6 separate regions of the Mus musculus genome follow, and all the other regions are linked to region 1. Evidence: chromatin contacts called from public ChIA-PET, HiChIP or PLAC-seq and promoter capture Hi-C data. All regions are on one chromosome and are shown on one strand. Each heading gives the region's core, a stretch centred on a gene start, on an enhancer-like site or on the middle of the called end of the contact. The rest is flanking DNA. Distances are from core to core; before and after follow the strand shown. Region 1 holds the start of Fam131b (family with sequence similarity 131, member B). Region 2 holds the start of Nobox (NOBOX oogenesis homeobox). Region 3 has its middle 17 kb from the start of Nobox. Region 4 holds the start of Arhgef5 (Rho guanine nucleotide exchange factor (GEF) 5). Region 5 has its middle 33 kb from the start of Prss2. Region 6 holds the start of Trpv6 (transient receptor potential cation channel, subfamily V, member 6).

Region 1 (2,693 bases), core at 67-2,566:
CCTTAGGACACTTGCAGCAGTTGCAAACACTAAGTTCTTGGCCTTTCCAGCCTCCAAACTTCCAATCTTTATAAACTTCCTGGTCTCAGGAATTTTGTTATAGTACCAAAATGAGCAAAAATATCTATCCTCTCCCATATCTTCATCTGGGATGTCATCAGACGTAATTCCTCAATCATAATCTAAATGTCACAAACTTACACGTGTAAGGCATGCCCTTTTTCTCTGCCTCAAACCCACAAGGCCTCCTGCCCCTCTTCCTCTCTAATCCCAGGAAAGAGACAAAAACCTATGGAAAACAAGCTGGCCCAGAATTAGTGTTTGCTTTTTGTTGTTACCATTGTTGTCAATGGTACCACCCAGACCCGCTTGCCCAAGGTTTGCAGTTACTGGTTCGACTAAGAGGAAATGGTCTCCTTGTCCTTCCTAGTGTGTCTTCTAGACTCTTCTTGCCAGTTGAAATAGTGCCTGCTGACTCTCCCAACTCAGATCTCCCTTTCCTTTCCCATGGGGCCCTTGGTGTAGTGCTGACCCTTCTCGGCAGGGGGCAGTATTCTCCCTTTTGCTGCTTCCGGACATCCACATAAAGCTCAGAAAAGTTAAATTCTGATTTAAAGCCATGTCTTGCGGCCGGTTTCCGATCCTGATATTTTCATTTCCCTACAGCTGCAATAGAATTATTCCCATTCTCCTCCCATCCGGACCCAAGCCTAGAGCTAGAATACTTGCACCATCCCCACACCCATCCCAAAACAGCTAGAGGACAGGGAAGCATCTCGCAGCATCCACTGGCAAAGACTTCACAATATGTTTGGGTGGGCAAAGCAACGCACGTGAAACGCCGGGCAACCAGAACAGCATCCAATCCCGATTCGTGCGTCCCAGATGCAGCATCAGGAAGAAAACAAATGTTTGCGGAATTTGGTACCCAAGGCCAAGCAGGGTGTTCTCTCATCTCCGCCCCACTTTCTCTCTCGGCCTTCTCACCCCGCAGCCCTCAAAGTCCATCAAGCATATCCTAAGGGTGGGCCCTGGCTTCCTGACCGGGCTCCTGAGACAAGCGGGTTATTATCCACATTCTCCATCAGCATCTCCCGGGAGAACTCAGCGGGGATGGCGAGGAGCTCAGGGGCGGGGGTTGCGAAGGACAGGCGGAGGGACGTGGTTGCAGCGCGGCGAGGGGCGCGGGGAGCGCGGTGCCCGGTCGGGGGCAGGGCGGGGAGGCTCTGCGCGCAGCCAATCCCCGAGCAGCCCCCTCCCCGGCCGCGGAGAGCTGAGCGGGGCGGGGGAGCCAGGCGGTGGCGGCGGCGGCAGCGGCGGCGACGGAGGCTGCCGTGGGGAGGGATGGAGAGGGGAGGGGGGAGCGGAGCCGAGCGGAGACAGCCGCGGCGCTGCAGAGCGGCTGGGGCGGCGGCGCGGTTCCCGGTGCTCCCCCCGGCGAGGGCCCCGAGTCGGTGAGGGCCGGGACCCGGCGGCCCCCGGAGCCATGGGCTGCATCGGCTCGCGGACTGTGGGTGGGTACCGCAGCCCGGCGCGGGTCAGGGGCAAGCTCGCCCCGGGGCGCTCCTCCGGCCCCCTCCCCCATCCCCATCCTTGCCCCTGGGGACCTCCCTCCGCGCCCGCCCGGCCCTGCCTCGCGCCTTTACTTTCCCTCCATCCGCTAAGGTCCCTCTATCCTTGTGCCCTCGCGCCTCCAGGGCTTCCATCCCTCTCAGCTCATAGCCTTCTCTCCATCGCCCTCCCGCAGGCGCGGTCCTTCCCTGGTAGCCTCTCCACAGCATCCTTCGCGGCTCAGTCGCTGTTCCCTACTCCCGATGGCCCCATCCCTCCACCTTCAGGCCATTCGCGTCTACTCTGCTGTAGCCAGAGCCTCCCCGAGCCCTTCTTTCGGGAGCAGCCCCTCTTCTCAGAACCTCCTCTCCAGCCTCATCCCTGACTTTCTTCCGCACGCCCCCTCCCATCTTCACCCTCTTCTCCATATGGCATGTGTGTTTTGCCCCCAACCATTTCCCTCTTGGTAGCCTTTTCCCGTCGCTCCTGCCTCCCCCCGATTTGCTTTGTTCACGTGCATTTTCCCTCTGGGGCGGGGGCGGGAAGAGCGTGTGCCACCGGGAGGGAATGGGTTCCACGCTTGGAGGGAATGGTCTTGGGCCGGGGTGCTCTGGAAGAGCCGTGGACTCAGGGAGGAGGTGGAGGTTTACCTCCCCGAGAGAGGTCGGGAGTCCGCTTCCCAGAGGGTGGGGTCCGCCTAGGAACCCTGGGACCCGCCTGCACCTGTCAGCGGGGGCAGGCGGAGCAGGGCCGGCTTTTTATTTACCTTTGGCAGGGGGAGGGAAGAAAGGCGCTTCCTTAATGGTCCTCTCCTTCCAGCCCCTGCCTTACTACCGCCCCCTACCCCCACCCTACGCATCCATTCCACTTTAGGGCTGAACACATTAGTACAGTCCTCTCCCAAACCCCCCAATTTTCCCCTTCCTAACTCCCAATTTCTCCCGCCTACACGCCCTAGTGACCTCAGGCTGAGAGAATAATTCGTATTATTATTACAAACAAACTACACTCTCCGGAAGCCTGATTTCTGAGACCCGGTTTATTTCCATGGAGACCCTCCTCTGCTTTTACCTCTTTCCCTGTTCTCCTCCCCTCCATCTCCCTGCCCCCTAAGGCTCTGACTCAGCTCCCCCTCTTCCTCA
Region 2 (2,693 bases), core at 130-2,629, 980 kb before region 1:
CATTCCACTGAGCTACTGTCAGAATCTGTGACTTCCAATAAGCTGCTGTGGGGAAGGCAGGCATTTCCCCCCCCCCTCCGCCCTAGTTTCTGGTACACAGTAGTTGTCCTTTAAATGATTACACTAGAAAACCATAATGTTCCAGCCACAACCAAATGATGCTGGGTTTCCCATAGAGAACAGCTTCACTGGGCCCACACCCTGCTGGCCTTACAGAACGCTGCAGATATTCTAGCCCAGAAACTGGATTTTGAGCCTAAAATTCTCTTTAAAGAGTTGGGGGGTGGGGGGTGGGGGTGGCTCATGCCATCGTCCTAAGACTATGGGGTCAAGGGATACCTTTCAGGAGTTGGTTCTCTCCAACATTTCACTGGGGGCTGAACTCAGGTTTGTAAAACAAGCGCATTTTTTTTTTTTTAATTTTTACCACCGAGCCATCTCACTGGCCTTTAGTTAATTTAGAGCTTTATGTTGCAGAAATAACTAAGACTCCTACTCCTGTCAGAAGTCTCTCAAAAATGATCTTTAGACACAGGAAAATGTCCCGGTAGCTGATTGTTTAATATGGCAGGAAAAAAATGCCTGGTGTCCAGAACCTTGGAAGTAACTAAAATCAAAACACGTGAGCCCGGGTTAGAAGCGGCTCTTCCTCCCCCAGCTTGCCGCAGCTGTTTCAATCTGGCCAACACTCACATTCCTCACCCCCCTCCCACTCCACTCCGGTTGAAGAAGAAGTAAGAACTGTATAATTTTGCTATCTTTTTTCCTAACAGAAATAAACATTCCATGAACCAGGAGTCTCTCTTATCCTGGTTCAATATCCAGAAAGCTGATATTCAATGGGCAAGCCTAATAAGAAAACCTGGACTCGCTTGAACCTCGTCTATACTTGCAAACTTGTGCGGGATCCGAGAGGTTTAGTCTCCTCCAGGCCTGGGGTACTTTCAACTCCATTCCTGTCTTTGCCCCTGGATCTGTATGTTAAGGCTACTCAAGTCAGTTAGGACTTTGAGGCACAAGAATCCTTGAAGCAAGCAGTAGCTAGGACAGGCTCATATTCAAGGGTCAAGAGGGGAGCCACAACCATGTCCGTTCACTGCGTGCTAGGATGTGGGTTAGCCTGGGATCCCCCCTTCCATTGCTGTTCTGCTCCTGCCCCGACTTTGGGGAGGTGTCTTTGACCAGTATCTGGTACCCTTGGCTCACAGGGAACTGCAGGATGGCTCTCCCAGCCCCCACCCCAGGTGTGCGGTGCCTCGCCCTGGGGGTGGAGTTGGGGGGCGCCAGCTCCGCTGCGGCTGCGCTGCATGACCTGTGCAGACTCCACACACCTGGCCACCCCACGGACTTCATTAAAGCCGCGCGCCTGTGGTACCAGGGCGAGCTCAGGAGAGGGAGCCTGGGCCATGGAACCTACGGAGAAGCTCTGCAAGAAAATGCAGGGTGAGCACCCATTGGGGATTGGCCTTAGTGAGGACGGTTTGCTGAGCCTGTGAGGGCTGCTGCTCACTGGGCCAGCCTCGAGAGCATGTTTAGGTCTGTGGGTAATGGGAAAGGGGGGTCACCTAACCACATCCTTCTGGTGAGGGATCATCTCCGGTGTGCTGGGGATAAAGAACCGCTCTAACCTAGCTTCTCCCACTCTTCGCCCCTTTCACTACGGTACATTAGTGGAATAAGGTCCATGTTTGTGGAGTGCCTACTCCGTACCATGCTTATTACTGTGCTACATGTTAATCACCGTTATGAAACTTTTTGTTTGTTTGTTTGTTTGTTTGTTTGTTTGTTTTTTGAGACAGGGTTTCTCTGTATAGCCCTGGCTGTCCTGGAACTCACTTTGTAGACCGCCTGCCTCTGCCTCCCAAGTGCTGGGATTAAAGGTGTTTGTCCCAGCGACCCTTGACACCATTACTGCCTTCACCCTCTGGTTGCACCCCGCCTCCACCTCTCTGACAGGGTTCTACGGTGTATATAGAATCATCTGGAAAAGGCGCCTGGGCCAGGACTTGCCCCCAGCTTTATCTATTATTAGAAAGTTTTTTTAGAGGTATAGTCAAAGGCTTCAGTTACCGTTTACTTACACAGTTTCTGGTTTCGTTGGAAATGACAGCAACTCCCTGAGGTGAATTTTCTTTTGTGATAAGTACTTGAAGTAACTAGGAGAAGCGTTTGGATTCCAGGAGGTGGCTGAGAGTAGACTGAGCCCCTGGACCGAATCCCTGTGTGATCTTGGGTTGATTATTTAAAGCCTACCCGCATTTCTTCACCTAGGGGGAAGTACATGGGGGTGAGGGGGAGGTCAAATGGGTTCTGTGCTCCACTGCAAGCCCATCTCTAAGAGTTGCCTAAGCGGCGGGGAGGGCGAGCTTCGCAGCTGGTTGGAGGGTTTTTTCCTTCCAGATGAGGGCTTCCTCACCTGCAGAAGAGTGGGACTGGGCGGAAGGAAGGAGAGGAGGGAGGAACCAGAACACGTGGATTGAGGGCTAGGAGGGGGAAAGGATTGGGGAAGGTAAAGCCTCCATCATTCATTCATGTGATTCCCCCTCTGATGGCCTCTGCCGCTCGTGCCTGGGCTCTGGAAGATCCAGGGCCCTGCTTTATCTCCTCTGCAACCCACAGTGCCTTGCTTCCCTTCTGAAACCAGGGCTAGTCTGAGGAAAGCCAGGATGGCAGTCTGCCTGCTTCTCTCTTCC
Region 3 (2,693 bases), core at 91-2,590, 970 kb before region 1:
AAATAAGACTTTCTGGCATCGGAGAAATGGCTCAGTTGGTAAACTGCTTGCTGCAAAAGCCCGAGTACCTGCATTTGATCCCCAGCATCCAAATAAAAATCCGGGGCATACCTGAAATGCCCATGGTGGGAGGGCAGAGACAGGAGAATCTCCAGAGCTCCCTGGCCAGCCACTCTAATTAGCAAGTTCAATGCTCACTGAGAGACCCTCTCTCTAGAAATAAAGTAGAGAGCAAGTGAGAAAGCACTCACAAGGGCATACAGGAGCACCTGCTCAACTGCCAATTTGCTTTCTAATCCCTGTTTCTCTTCGGTTAGTTAATTCTGACATTATTTCATTCCCGGGAGGAAATCCAGTCTTCTGGATCAAATCCACCGTGTCCAAAAATTCTTTTTTTTTATGTTTCTCCTCCAAATTTAAACACATACACATGCATACACACTAGCACATGCACGCACAGACACACAGAACATACGTTCTCACTAGAATCTCAAGGCCCACTGTGTAAGGATAATAAATCACTCGGAAACCACACCTTGACCCTTGTTTCCAATCTGTTGCTCAGCCCAGCTCAGCACCATCACGTGCACCTGCTTATTAACCACCCATCCCGGTGAGCACCAGCACTCCTGCTCCCTCAGAATCACCGGGGCTGCTCATTCTGTCTGTCCAACCTTGCTACCTCTCAGCCAATCACCTTCGACCTTTTATGACAACAGCAAACTCCAAAGGCAACCTGCTGAAATCTCAATGGAGAGCACAGAGCTATTTGCACCTGTAGCTCATATTTAATTAATTGGCTGTGTGACATTTAGCAAGTCCCTTCCCATCTCTAGCTCCACTAAGTCTGTCTAAGGACAGGACTGAGGCTGTTAAGATACAAAGGTCTTCAGGAGTTTTCAGCCCCAATAGGGAAAAATCTCCCTCGGGTCACAATTTGATCTTAGGAAAACACCCAAGAACTAGCTGGATGCGTCCCATCTTCTTTTCCTTTTATCCCAGGACTGCTTACTCCTTTGGTGGCCTACAGTTTCTCTGTGACTCTGATCTATCATAGCTGATGGTCTGTTGATCTTGGCTGCCTTCCCTGAACAGTCTGAACTTTCTCGTTGGTGTTCGGGAGCCCCTCGGTCTGCAAGCAGATTTAGAATTTCCATATTAGTGCACACACAGACTGGCTCTTACTCCACAGTTTCCGTTTGCATTGTTCAGGAAGAGTTGCCTCTCTGAAAGACTCAGGTAAGGTGCCAGGAAAATATTTATCTGCTCATTGGTGCTTCATTTGTGGCCAGACTTAGCCCTTCCCTATTGCAAGTTCTGCCCTCAGGCACCATGACTCATTCACCAAGCAGCAGGGATCACCAGTCACCTCCACCCTTACCAGCTGGGAAAAACAGCTTAGAGTTCCTTTCTTCCCCAAATTCTGTCCACTGCCCACCCAGAATCCACACTCCCTGCTCACTGGATGCCATTTCTTTTTGTAACATTCTGTGGCCATTAGACTGAGCACCCTTACAAGGAAGGAACAAGGAAACTTTCCACTAGTAACTGTCATCTTCAAAACAGGCAGGTTGGAAAGATGGGTCAAAGGGCATAGAGTAGAGAATGTTCTGTATCAAAGCAAGAAGTTTATTCGACTCCTGGCTGAGTTTGGCCCATCTCTCCAGATCAGTTGCTTGTGACCTTTGGCCTTTCCACACACCTAGTTTCAGAGTGAGAAGATTACACTAAGCTGCTGGCTCCTGTCCCTACAGTCATGCAGCTCCTGAGTCATGTTTACAGCTAATGTGGCTTTAGGGGCATTGGTCTGTGGTAGTGAAAAAAACCAAGTCATCACCACTTAACATATTTACACAGAGGTCTCAGAGCCAAGCTCAAACATGCACAAGTGCTCAGCAGCGCTGCGGGGAGGTGGATTAGGAAGTAGTCGCTGTCTGCAAAGGGCCAAAACACTGGTTTTTACAATTTGATTCAGACAACAATTATTAATAAAGGAAACAGCACTAAATACTTAATCACATAATTAGATACATAATGTGGGAAATACCATTGAAAAAGCACAAATTATGTGGGTACCTCAAGAGAATCCAAACTACAATCAAGTTTACGTTTAGGAGATAAAACCTGTGTCATAGGAAGGAAGTCAATATATGTAATCTATTTAGACCCTTGAATAAGAGTTATCCCAAAGGTTAATTTTTAAAAGGGGACTGTGGAGTGGAGATGAGTAGTGGAATGTTGGCCTCCCAATCAATGCTCTAAATTTGAGTCCCAGACCTGAAAAGTAAGGGAAAAAAAAAATCCCCACAGGTTGCTGTTATAAAAACTCATTCTAACTGATGCACTAAATAATATGCAATAAAAATCCTAAACTCATAGTTAACTTTAACTGAAAGCGGTGGTGAACAGACTTCGAATAAGCAACTCACAAGAATTTGTAAAAATGACTCAGTTTGCTGTAAACAGGTACATAAAGGAATCAGCTCAGCACACATTTCCTTGATTGTAAGCTCCATGGCCCTCTCTGTTCAGATCTAAAAGCAGGCCTATTGGTGATGACATCCCCCAACCCCGTGCATGACTTTACTTAGAAAAGCAACAAAAAGCTGAATGCCCTCGATGTTTCAATTCAGGTGTTTCTCACCTTCTCATAAGCAGCTGCTGGGGCTCAGGGCCAATGGCAGCAGCCTGGC
Region 4 (2,693 bases), core at 91-2,590, 940 kb before region 1:
GAGGTACCCCTTCACATTCCTTCTGACTTGTCCCTCCCAATGCTTACATCTCTCTTTTACCACAAACTTAGAATTTAGAAGCTGTCTGTCCTCTACTCAGCCTCCCCCTTGTCCCCTCCAAGTCCTTTTAAGGTCCATGGGTTCTGTCTTAGACCCGAGGACTGGTTAACAAATGATGACTGTTTTGATAGAGCCAGAAGCTTGCATACCCCAGGTGTAGATAAAGCAGGAAGTGTGGGAAGAGGCCACACTGGGGGCTGTTTCTCTGGGACTTGGTGCTTTTGAAGTAAAGCTGAGAGCACAGTGGGAGAGCAAGGGAGGAAGGAAGCTGAAAGGAAAACCACCCTCTCAACTCTCCAGTTTGGTGTGCCCTTCCCCCTCAGTCTGACACAGCGCTGGCCAGAGTTCACTGCTAGGCCGACAGGAGGACAAGATTGTCCAGAGAACCCAAGATCCAGGAAAGGGGGAGGGGAAGAAGACTTGAAAACTGAGGCTCTAGGGCTAGCTCTCCCGGATCAGTTCTGGAAAAAGGCATTTATAGAAGATGCCCCAAACTAGGGCTCTGAAAATGGGCTACCGCACCGCGATATTCCGAATAGCTCTCTTACACGTTCCTTAGAACCTTGTGCCGAGGCCAACAAGAAACTCCCTATACACAGGTAAATGGGGGAGAGGGAACTCAGGGCAAGGATCCCTGATTCAGATTTCAGAGCCTTAGTTAACAGCGGAGAGAGAGGTGTGTACATAGATTCACACATACGTAGGCATGTAAATGCCGCGAAGATAACGAAGCAAGGCCCAGGCCTGGTTACAAAAGAAAAAAAAAAGACACTTCCAGGTAAGGAACCGTCTAGAAACTGAATCTCAAGAATTCTTTATCATAGGAGTTAGCTTTCCCCAGGGCCCCGACTTTCCGGGTGGAAAAAAGTTCTGATTATTGGCCCGGGAACATTGCGGGGCAGGGTGCCCATTTCCAAGGCTCAGACCTGGTTGGAAAGCAAAGTTTGCCAGGAGGCCATTCCTTCCAGCTCCCTTCCCGGTCCCGACCAGGTACTCAGCCCCTCACTCGGAGCCCGGCCCACTGGCCCAGCCCCCCATTTCCGGAGTCTGCGCCCCGGGACCTGGCCGGGACTGGTCCCGGGGGAGGCCTAGTTCTCTCTTCTTTCCCGCCCCTGCCTTACCTCCACCCGGCTCCACGACCACCCAGAGTCCGGGGCTCAGAAGAGAAGAGAGCACCCACCTGGTCGGAGTCACATGCTGCCCCGGGCTGGCCCGAGAGTCCCCTCCAGGTCCGGGCGCCCGCCGCGGTCCCCAGCCAGGCCAGGCCGCCCCGGCGCCCCACCCGCGGCCCGCCCCTGCCGCCGGACGGGAGGGAGGGACCGGCTTCTCCCAAGGAAGTTTCAGGTGAGGAAACAGGGACACACCTTCCCGGGGGAGGGGCAGCTCCGGGCAGAGCTGGGAAGAGCGAGCTCCGCGGGATTGAGCTCTACCCACAGCACCGGCAGGCCGTGGCCGTCCAGGGGCAGAACCCAGGCAGGAGTCACCAAGGAGCCGCAGGAGAGAACTGGGCACGGGACTCGCCGGTGTCCGGCGTGGCCCTAGACTCCCCTGCGTGTCTCTTCCTCCGTGGGTCCTCGTCAGGTCTCCAACTGAGGCTCATCCGGACCCGGCTGACTTTCTGCCCCTCGATGTTTCCGAACATCTGAGATTTGGGATTGTCAGCGTGTTTCTTTACTTGGTGTTTGCCATAAGATAAAGGGTTCTTGCACAAGTTCTTCTGTTCCTGTCTGTATGCTTCTCTATCTCTTGTCTCTCCCTCTCTACCCCCCTCTCTCCTTCCCATGTTCCTCTCTCTCTTCACTGGGTGCATGTGAAACATTCTTATGTCTTTTCTGTAGATAGCCTCTGTTTGCCACCATGTTCCAGAGTTCATTTTAAGATCTTATGTCTCAGTTTGTATGACCCTCCTCTGTTCTTTCCAGTATTCGGAGAGAGAATACACACACACACACACACACACACACACACACACACACACACACCTTTACCTAATGACAGGAACTTTGGATGTTCTGTCCACAGGCTCCCTCCCCAAACCCATTCCTGGCTCTGGGGGGTACCATAATGACTTTTTCCCCAGGAGAATTAACAGGCTCTTTGGCTGTTTTTCTTTTAGGAATGCTGTGGCCCACAACTGCAATCAGCTTTTGTGGGTAGACTGTCCCCTGATCCCTGTGTCCACCGCTGCTGCACTGGCCCTGGCAGAAGAGGCTAAGCAGTTGTTTGGAAGGCCCTGCAGAATCAAACATGACCAAGGGAGAAAGGCCTCCTCTCTGATAGTCCCGAAGCAATGCAGTGTTCAAAAAATGCCCTAGTTCCGTCATGCTCTTTTGGAGGATTAAACTTTAAAGAGTTTAGCTAGCTTAGACACACTCATAATTGCAGTGAAGTATACAGGAAATAATAAGAAATGCCAAGTCTAGGATTCGGCCATATAAGGGCAGGCCAGCATGCTTCATAAACCCAGCAAGGGCATAGAACAAGGAGTGAAGAGAATCTGAAAATTAAAGCTGGTCAAAAAGTTCCTTCTAGACTGGGAGAGAAACCCTAAGGACTCAGAAAGTCCTGATCTCTAGTGGGTGAACACATTTTGTTAACCTCTGCTGCAGAAGTTGCTGGTGTCTGTCAGCACT
Region 5 (2,693 bases), core at 133-2,632, 770 kb after region 1:
AGGGTCTGTCTTCAAGGAGAAACACTGTGTGTGTGTGTGTGTGTGTGTGTGTGTGTGTGTGTGTGTACATTAAAAGGAGAAACGATTTTTAGCTAGATTTAATACAATTAAGTTCCAAATGAGAGGATTGTTTGAATAGAAACACAGAAATCTCAGCGTCTTTAAAGTCTTGGAAACAGCAAATGAGAAAAAGAAAATCCTAGTGATGGCTAAGGATAATGTAGCACACAAGAAGAGGCTGTTTAAGGAGAGTCCTGAAAACCATGTATACACACTAGAGCAAGTCATTATCCTGCATTTAGTTATCTGCCTCTATTTATGCATAAAGATTCTGCTGCCATAACTGTTTCAATTGTACCCAAAGGTCAAAACCTCAGTCATTATAACTAGGGAAAACAGGAAAACACTTCAGGATGGCATATCCTAATAGTAGGTGCTACCTGCTGCCAACATCAATGTCATGGTTCCTGGTTAAATGTGGCTTCTTTTCTAGGAGATCTGTAAGGATGCTGATTTTGACTTTGACTTTATAAATGTGTCACAATAACTATCCCTAAGGATATCATTGCCTGATTTTCACACACAGGCTGCTGAGGACCACAGAAGTTAGAGAAACTCCCCTCAAGGATCTAAGCCATAATGGGATTGACTGGGGCCCCTTGACTGCTTCTAGAAGGTAGAAAAAGGCCCAGCCTTAGGAAGGCTGGGCTACTTCATATGATTTTTTAAAGATTATATGATTTAGTTGAGTGTGTGATGGATAGAGCAGGATTGGCTTGTATATTTTGCGAGTTCCCACTTCCTCATTTGAGAGTTTCTGGAGGTCTGGTTTTCCATTCTTTCCTGTGTTGTGTGTAGACGTTTCCCTCATCTTACCCACATGAGGCAGGAAATACAAAGCACATTCACTTTACAGCCCTTACTCACAGAGGATACACCCCAGCGAAAGCCAGCCAATGAATGCAGGACAGACAGACCATCTATTTTTCATTCGGTTTATTATTTAGACTCTGTTCCTGTGACTCATTACATGAATGGGCTCTCATTACATTAGTTGAAGGAAATGGAGGATACTTGTGAAGAGAGGGTGACTGGAGTTGGGGTTAAGTGGAAAGAGAAGTGGGAAGAGCGGTGATGTGGGAGCCATGGGAACCCTAATGAGGTCAGAGCTGTTATTGCACCTGTCTCCATGGTGCATACTGAAGGCTTCTGTTTCCTGTGTGACTTCTAACAGATGTAAGATAGTTTAGATGGGGGGCTTGAGATGAGATATATGGGTTCCCCTTTAGAGACCCTCCTCTTGGTTGTTCTCACTGTCACGGTGATAGCTAGAGGCTGAGGTAGAAAGGGCTGCATGAGAAGGGTTTGAAGACAGGATGTGGCAAGTGTGGTTCCCAAAATGCTCAGAATGTGAGTGAGTGGGGGAGCATTCACAGGCACCCCAGATGTAGGACCTGGTAAATGTCAAACCACATCCTGTTGTGACTCCTGGAGATGGAGCTATGGCAGGTGGCCATTCTTACTTGGTGCTGATGTTACTTACAGATAAACAGCCAGACCTGGGGTGAGATGCTTCCACCCCTTCCCCCATTGTCTTCAGGAACCGAAAAGTCCCAGGAATGCATCTCTTCACTTGCTGATGTTTGATGAAAAACAGTTCTTCTTAAGATTATTTTTTTTATCATGTTCCTATATCTCTTTGCTGGAATCGGTCAGGGAAACAAGTATTAAGGGTCCTACTGTGCCTGGTTAACTATGGGACTCAAGATCAGCACTGTCCCTTTGCAGGTCAGATGCCTTGTAAGATATATCACAATGTGTGTGTCTGGAGCTGGGAAGGACTTAGATTTCCCCACTTACCATTCTGTCAGTGCTACAAGGCCTGCAGAATTTTCATCAACAAACCACTAAGTAGGGTCTGAGGCTCCTTATGGAGCACCTTGGTTCACAGGAATTGAAGGGATCTGGAAAGCTGGAGATGGTAAATGCATTCTGCAGCTGGGGAGAGAGGAGGGGGAAGAACTGATTCTCTGAGTTTTAGCAGATCCTGGACTCCAGGCAGAGTTTGGAGAACATGTGCTCCATATCGAGCTGAGATCTTGCTGTGATTTTGTGAATCACTTGTATAAGATTAAATAAGGCGACATGATCCCATCTGAGAGAGTGTGAGGATAGAGGGATAAATATAATGGACTACAGAATTAGAATCTTGTTGAGACTTGGTAAGTTTGGAAGAAGCACTAAAGAAATAAATGCAAGAGAACCGAAGTACATTTTGGTCTCCTGCACATCCTCACAGATAGAAAAGCAACAATTTGCACACACAGAGGGGGTACATGGCTCAGATGCAGCACATGTGTGAAAGAACTAGAGTTTTGAGTCCCAAGTGATCTCTGAGTCAACGGCAGGATGTAGACATACAAAGGTAAAAAGTCGCCCCACCCAAATGATACCTAACACATCAAAAACAAGGGGTATAACTAACTCCCTCTTTACTCTATGTAGGTCAGAACCCACCTGGTGCTGAGTTTTTTTTTTTTCTGAATACAGTGCTTTCAGAATGATAGAAGGATAAAAGTGAGCTGAAATGTTTTTATAAGAAAGTAACTGATCCACTAGGAGAAAGAAATGCTCAGAACTGTACATTTGAGGGAATGAGAGAGAGAGAGAGAGAGAGAGAGAGAGAGAGAGAG
Region 6 (2,693 bases), core at 127-2,626, 690 kb after region 1:
TATACATACCATATGTCAAACACATGTTGTATACACAATATAGCACCCAGAGCACAGGCATATCACACACACACACACACACACACACACACACACACACACATATTGAGCCTTCCTGATCTTTGAATCAGACATAGAAAACAACAAGCTGAAGCTGGAGAGTGACATACAGACACCTGTGACTTCAACAGCCATCTGCCATCCCAGATAATTGAGCCCCCTGGGAGGCAGAAGAATTTTGAATGAGGCAGAGGTTCTTCCACATAAGGCAAATAAGCCAGATTTATCTGCAGGTTGGCCCCTGCTGCAGTTCAATGCTGCTGCTGCTCCTGCTGCTGCGACCCAGGATGCCTGTGACTTTGTCTGTGGAAGTCTTAACTCTGGCAGAAATCATTTTGCCTATTAGCGTGAGTGCATGAAAAAGCCTAAACAGGGCAGACTACAGAGCACCAGGTGAGTTTGGGTTTCACTTCTCACTTCTCAGACCTCAAGGATTCGCTCTAGCACTTGGAACCTCTATTATCTCCATGGGCAAAATATGAATAGTAACTGCCTTATAGGTTCCACGTGAGTTTGTGGAGACACACTCAATTGTTGCGCCTAGTGCCAGTGGCAATGACCCAATGTCTTTATGGGGAGGTTGCTAGATAAAATGCTCTAGAGCATATAAAATATTTATATTTATTGAAAAAAATTATCTAGGCATTCTTATAGCTTTAATTTCCAGACAAAGTTTCCCTGTGTAGCACAGGCTGCCCTCCAACTTTCCATTTTCTGCATCTACATATACAGGGCTGGAATTACAGGTTGGTGCCACCTCACTGGGACCAACCTGTGTCTTATTTGGTAACCCACCTACCCCTAGAAAAATCCCAATCTTCCACCACTAGATTTTATACCCTGACTCACTAGCTTGGGGATGGATATTACATCATTAAATGGTGATAATGGAGACCACCCACAGCCAAAGAGAAAAGACTATACTGGGTTTATAATGCCTAAAATACTTACATGTAGTGTCTGGTACTTTACAGAAACCAGTGCTAACTCAAAGTGGGTGAGATTTTTGCTATTTATATATTTGTTCAGGGCCAGGTGAGACATTTAACCCTGAGAGTCAAGAGAACTTAAAACCCAGACCTTCAGTAAAAACAGACAGAAGTTCCTCCATCCTGCAATGAGCCTGACCTGTCCCAGCCTTCCTAGAAAAAGGTCACTGGGTATCCCAAAGTCCAGGGGCCAGCTCTTTAATCTCTTTGAAGACCTAAGAACAGGGGAAGAGTTCCAGGGTGGAGAGAGTTGCAGCTGACGCATGGTCTCAGTAGGCAGGACTTTGGGGCCTGTCTCTTTAAATCTCAGGTAATTTGGGAGGAGGGAGGGAGTGCCCACATAGCTCCTGCTCACTCCCAACAGGAGCTCCAGAGACACAAGCCCAGCAGATTTCCAGCCCGGCCAAGAGGAACAAAGCAGGAGCCCTCTTCAGGCTCCTAGGGGCAGCCACGGGAAGCCTCAGCAGCTCCACAGGTGAAGTAGGAGACAGAAGACAGGAGACGGGACCTCTACAGAGAGAGGACAGGCCGGCTCTTGGGGGTGCCAATGTGGCCCCAGGGTCGAGCCCAGTTGGGGTCTGGCATCAGCCTCAGCCCCCCAAGGAACCAGCCTTCCACCCCATGGGGTGGTCCCTGCCCAAGGAGAAGGGGTTAATACTCTGCCTATGGAACAAGTTCTGCAGATGGTTCCACAGACAAGAGTCCTGGGCTCAGAGCCGAGACGAGCAGAACCTGCTGCAGCAGAAGAGGTAAGTTTGCCATCTGCTTCTGCGTCTTCTACCTCTGCAGCAGCAGGGCTTACACCCCACCCCTCCTGGCTTGCTTGAGTCTTCTCTTAGCACCCTGTCTGGACAGTTTGTGCCCCTTGTTAGCACCGTCTCCTGAGCCTTAGCCTGTGAGCCTAGCTGGCCAGAATGTCAGGTGGGAAGTTGCCTGGGCACAGTTGTTAGTTTCCCTTAAGGTACCATTCATTTCTGCAGGATTCCTGTGAGTACTTCCCCAGTAGCCAGGCATCTCACTACCCCCTTGTAAGCTATCTCCCCAAAAGGTGATGGTGGCAGCGTAATATCTTATGTATCTCTACTCCATGCCCCTACAGCAGACTATAACAGAAACACATTTTATATAGAAGCATGCATGTGGAAATGAATGAGTGACTGAATAAATAAAGAGGTAAGAAAAGATGGCAAAAAATATGAAAATACATATCATTCCTGTGCATCTGTCTCAGCTACTTGAGTTTAAAGAACCAACAATGCTCGGTTGCAGCCTGGAGTGTCTTCCCCCTCTATTCATGGGTTGGCATGGACTCCTGGGCTCAATGCCAAAGATGCTCACCATGCTATCTTTCAGGCTAGGGGGACTGGGAGAGAGTCTGGAGTTTAAGCCCTTAGAAAATCTCCTATTTTGATTCTATCTGCTAAAAGTAGACTTCCTTCTATTTACTTGGTAGCCACTCCTGACTCATGGCATCTTAGAGTTGGCTTTGAGAGCAGGAAAATGGATGATCCACTGGATCTTGGGCCCAACCTGTGAGCACTCTTCTCTCTGACATTGCCATTGGGGTTCCACATCCATTTGGTGACATGCTAAAAGGAAGTCCTGCTTTTGTGGCTTCCCTCCAAGGCAATTCAGTGACAGGTA

Evidence for each region. Promoter capture Hi-C pulls out the DNA fragments that hold promoters and counts their contacts. ChIA-PET counts read pairs in DNA pulled down with a chosen protein or histone mark. HiChIP or PLAC-seq counts read pairs in DNA pulled down with a chosen protein or histone mark.
Region 2: a contact with region 1 is called in a promoter capture Hi-C map of hippocampal neurons, with 4 times the contacts expected there. The contact joins the promoter of Nobox here to the promoter of Fam131b in region 1. A contact is called at or near these places in 2 of 39 promoter capture datasets (the 3T3-L1 cell line and hippocampal neurons) and 1 of 115 datasets of contacts at active chromatin or transcription factors (forebrain).
Region 3: an H3K4me3 HiChIP or PLAC-seq map of forebrain shows a contact between it and region 1, with 6 times the contacts expected there. The contact joins the enhancer-like site here to the promoter of Fam131b in region 1. A contact is called at or near these places in 7 of 39 promoter capture datasets (the 3T3-L1 cell line, cranial neural crest, hippocampal neurons and 2 more) and 1 of 115 datasets of contacts at active chromatin or transcription factors (forebrain).
Region 4: a contact with region 1 is called in a promoter capture Hi-C map of embryonic stem cells, with 16 read pairs. The contact joins the promoter of Arhgef5 here to the promoter of Fam131b in region 1. A contact is called at or near these places in 7 of 39 promoter capture datasets (the 3T3-L1 cell line, cranial neural crest, embryonic stem cells and 2 more), 1 of 484 Hi-C or Micro-C datasets (embryonic stem cells) and 1 of 115 datasets of contacts at active chromatin or transcription factors (pancreatic cancer cells).
Region 5: a contact with region 1 is called in an RNA polymerase II ChIA-PET map of memory CD8 T cells, with 33 read pairs. The contact joins the enhancer-like site here to the promoter of Fam131b in region 1. A contact is called at or near these places in 3 of 39 promoter capture datasets (cranial neural crest, liver and maxillary cranial neural crest) and 4 of 115 datasets of contacts at active chromatin or transcription factors (embryonic stem cells, large pre-B cells, memory CD8 T cells and 1 more).
Region 6: a promoter capture Hi-C map of maxillary cranial neural crest shows a contact between it and region 1. The contact joins the promoter of Trpv6 here to the promoter of Fam131b in region 1. A contact is called at or near these places in 5 of 39 promoter capture datasets (cranial neural crest, frontonasal cranial neural crest, liver and 1 more) and 2 of 115 datasets of contacts at active chromatin or transcription factors (SST interneurons and embryonic forebrain).

Annotation. Positions count from the first base shown.
Region 1 is chr6:42,323,263-42,325,955 of GRCm38.p6, reverse strand. Fam131b (family with sequence similarity 131, member B) reads left to right here and starts at 1,316. Exons shown (of 7, transcript NM_029528.5): 1 at 1,316-1,514. The coding sequence starts at 1,487.
Region 2 is chr6:43,308,240-43,310,932 of GRCm38.p6, reverse strand. It overlaps Nobox (NOBOX oogenesis homeobox), which reads left to right and starts at 1,379. Exons shown (of 9, transcript NM_130869.3): 1 at 1,379-1,443. The coding sequence starts at 1,407.
Region 3 is chr6:43,291,273-43,293,965 of GRCm38.p6, reverse strand. No RefSeq gene overlaps it. Among named protein-coding and RNA genes, the nearest start is that of Nobox, 17 kb to the left of the region's middle. Within about 2 kb of position 1,340, at least 95 of the 459 cell types and tissues checked have an H3K27ac peak or open chromatin away from gene starts, as enhancers often do. A contact at or near this core is called in liver, where this site is marked.
Region 4 is chr6:43,264,291-43,266,983 of GRCm38.p6, reverse strand. It overlaps Arhgef5 (Rho guanine nucleotide exchange factor (GEF) 5), which reads right to left and starts at 1,340. Exons shown (of 15, transcript NM_133674.1): 1 at 1,241-1,340.
Region 5 is chr6:41,553,245-41,555,937 of GRCm38.p6, reverse strand. It overlaps Tcrb. Among named protein-coding and RNA genes, the nearest start is that of Prss2, 33 kb to the right of the region's middle. Within about 2 kb of position 1,382, at least 89 of the 459 cell types and tissues checked have an H3K27ac peak or open chromatin away from gene starts, as enhancers often do. A contact at or near this core is called in memory CD8 T cells and pancreatic cancer cells, where this site is marked.
Region 6 is chr6:41,635,088-41,637,780 of GRCm38.p6, reverse strand. Trpv6 (transient receptor potential cation channel, subfamily V, member 6) reads left to right here and starts at 1,376. Exons shown (of 15, transcript NM_022413.4): 1 at 1,376-1,798. The coding sequence starts at 1,551.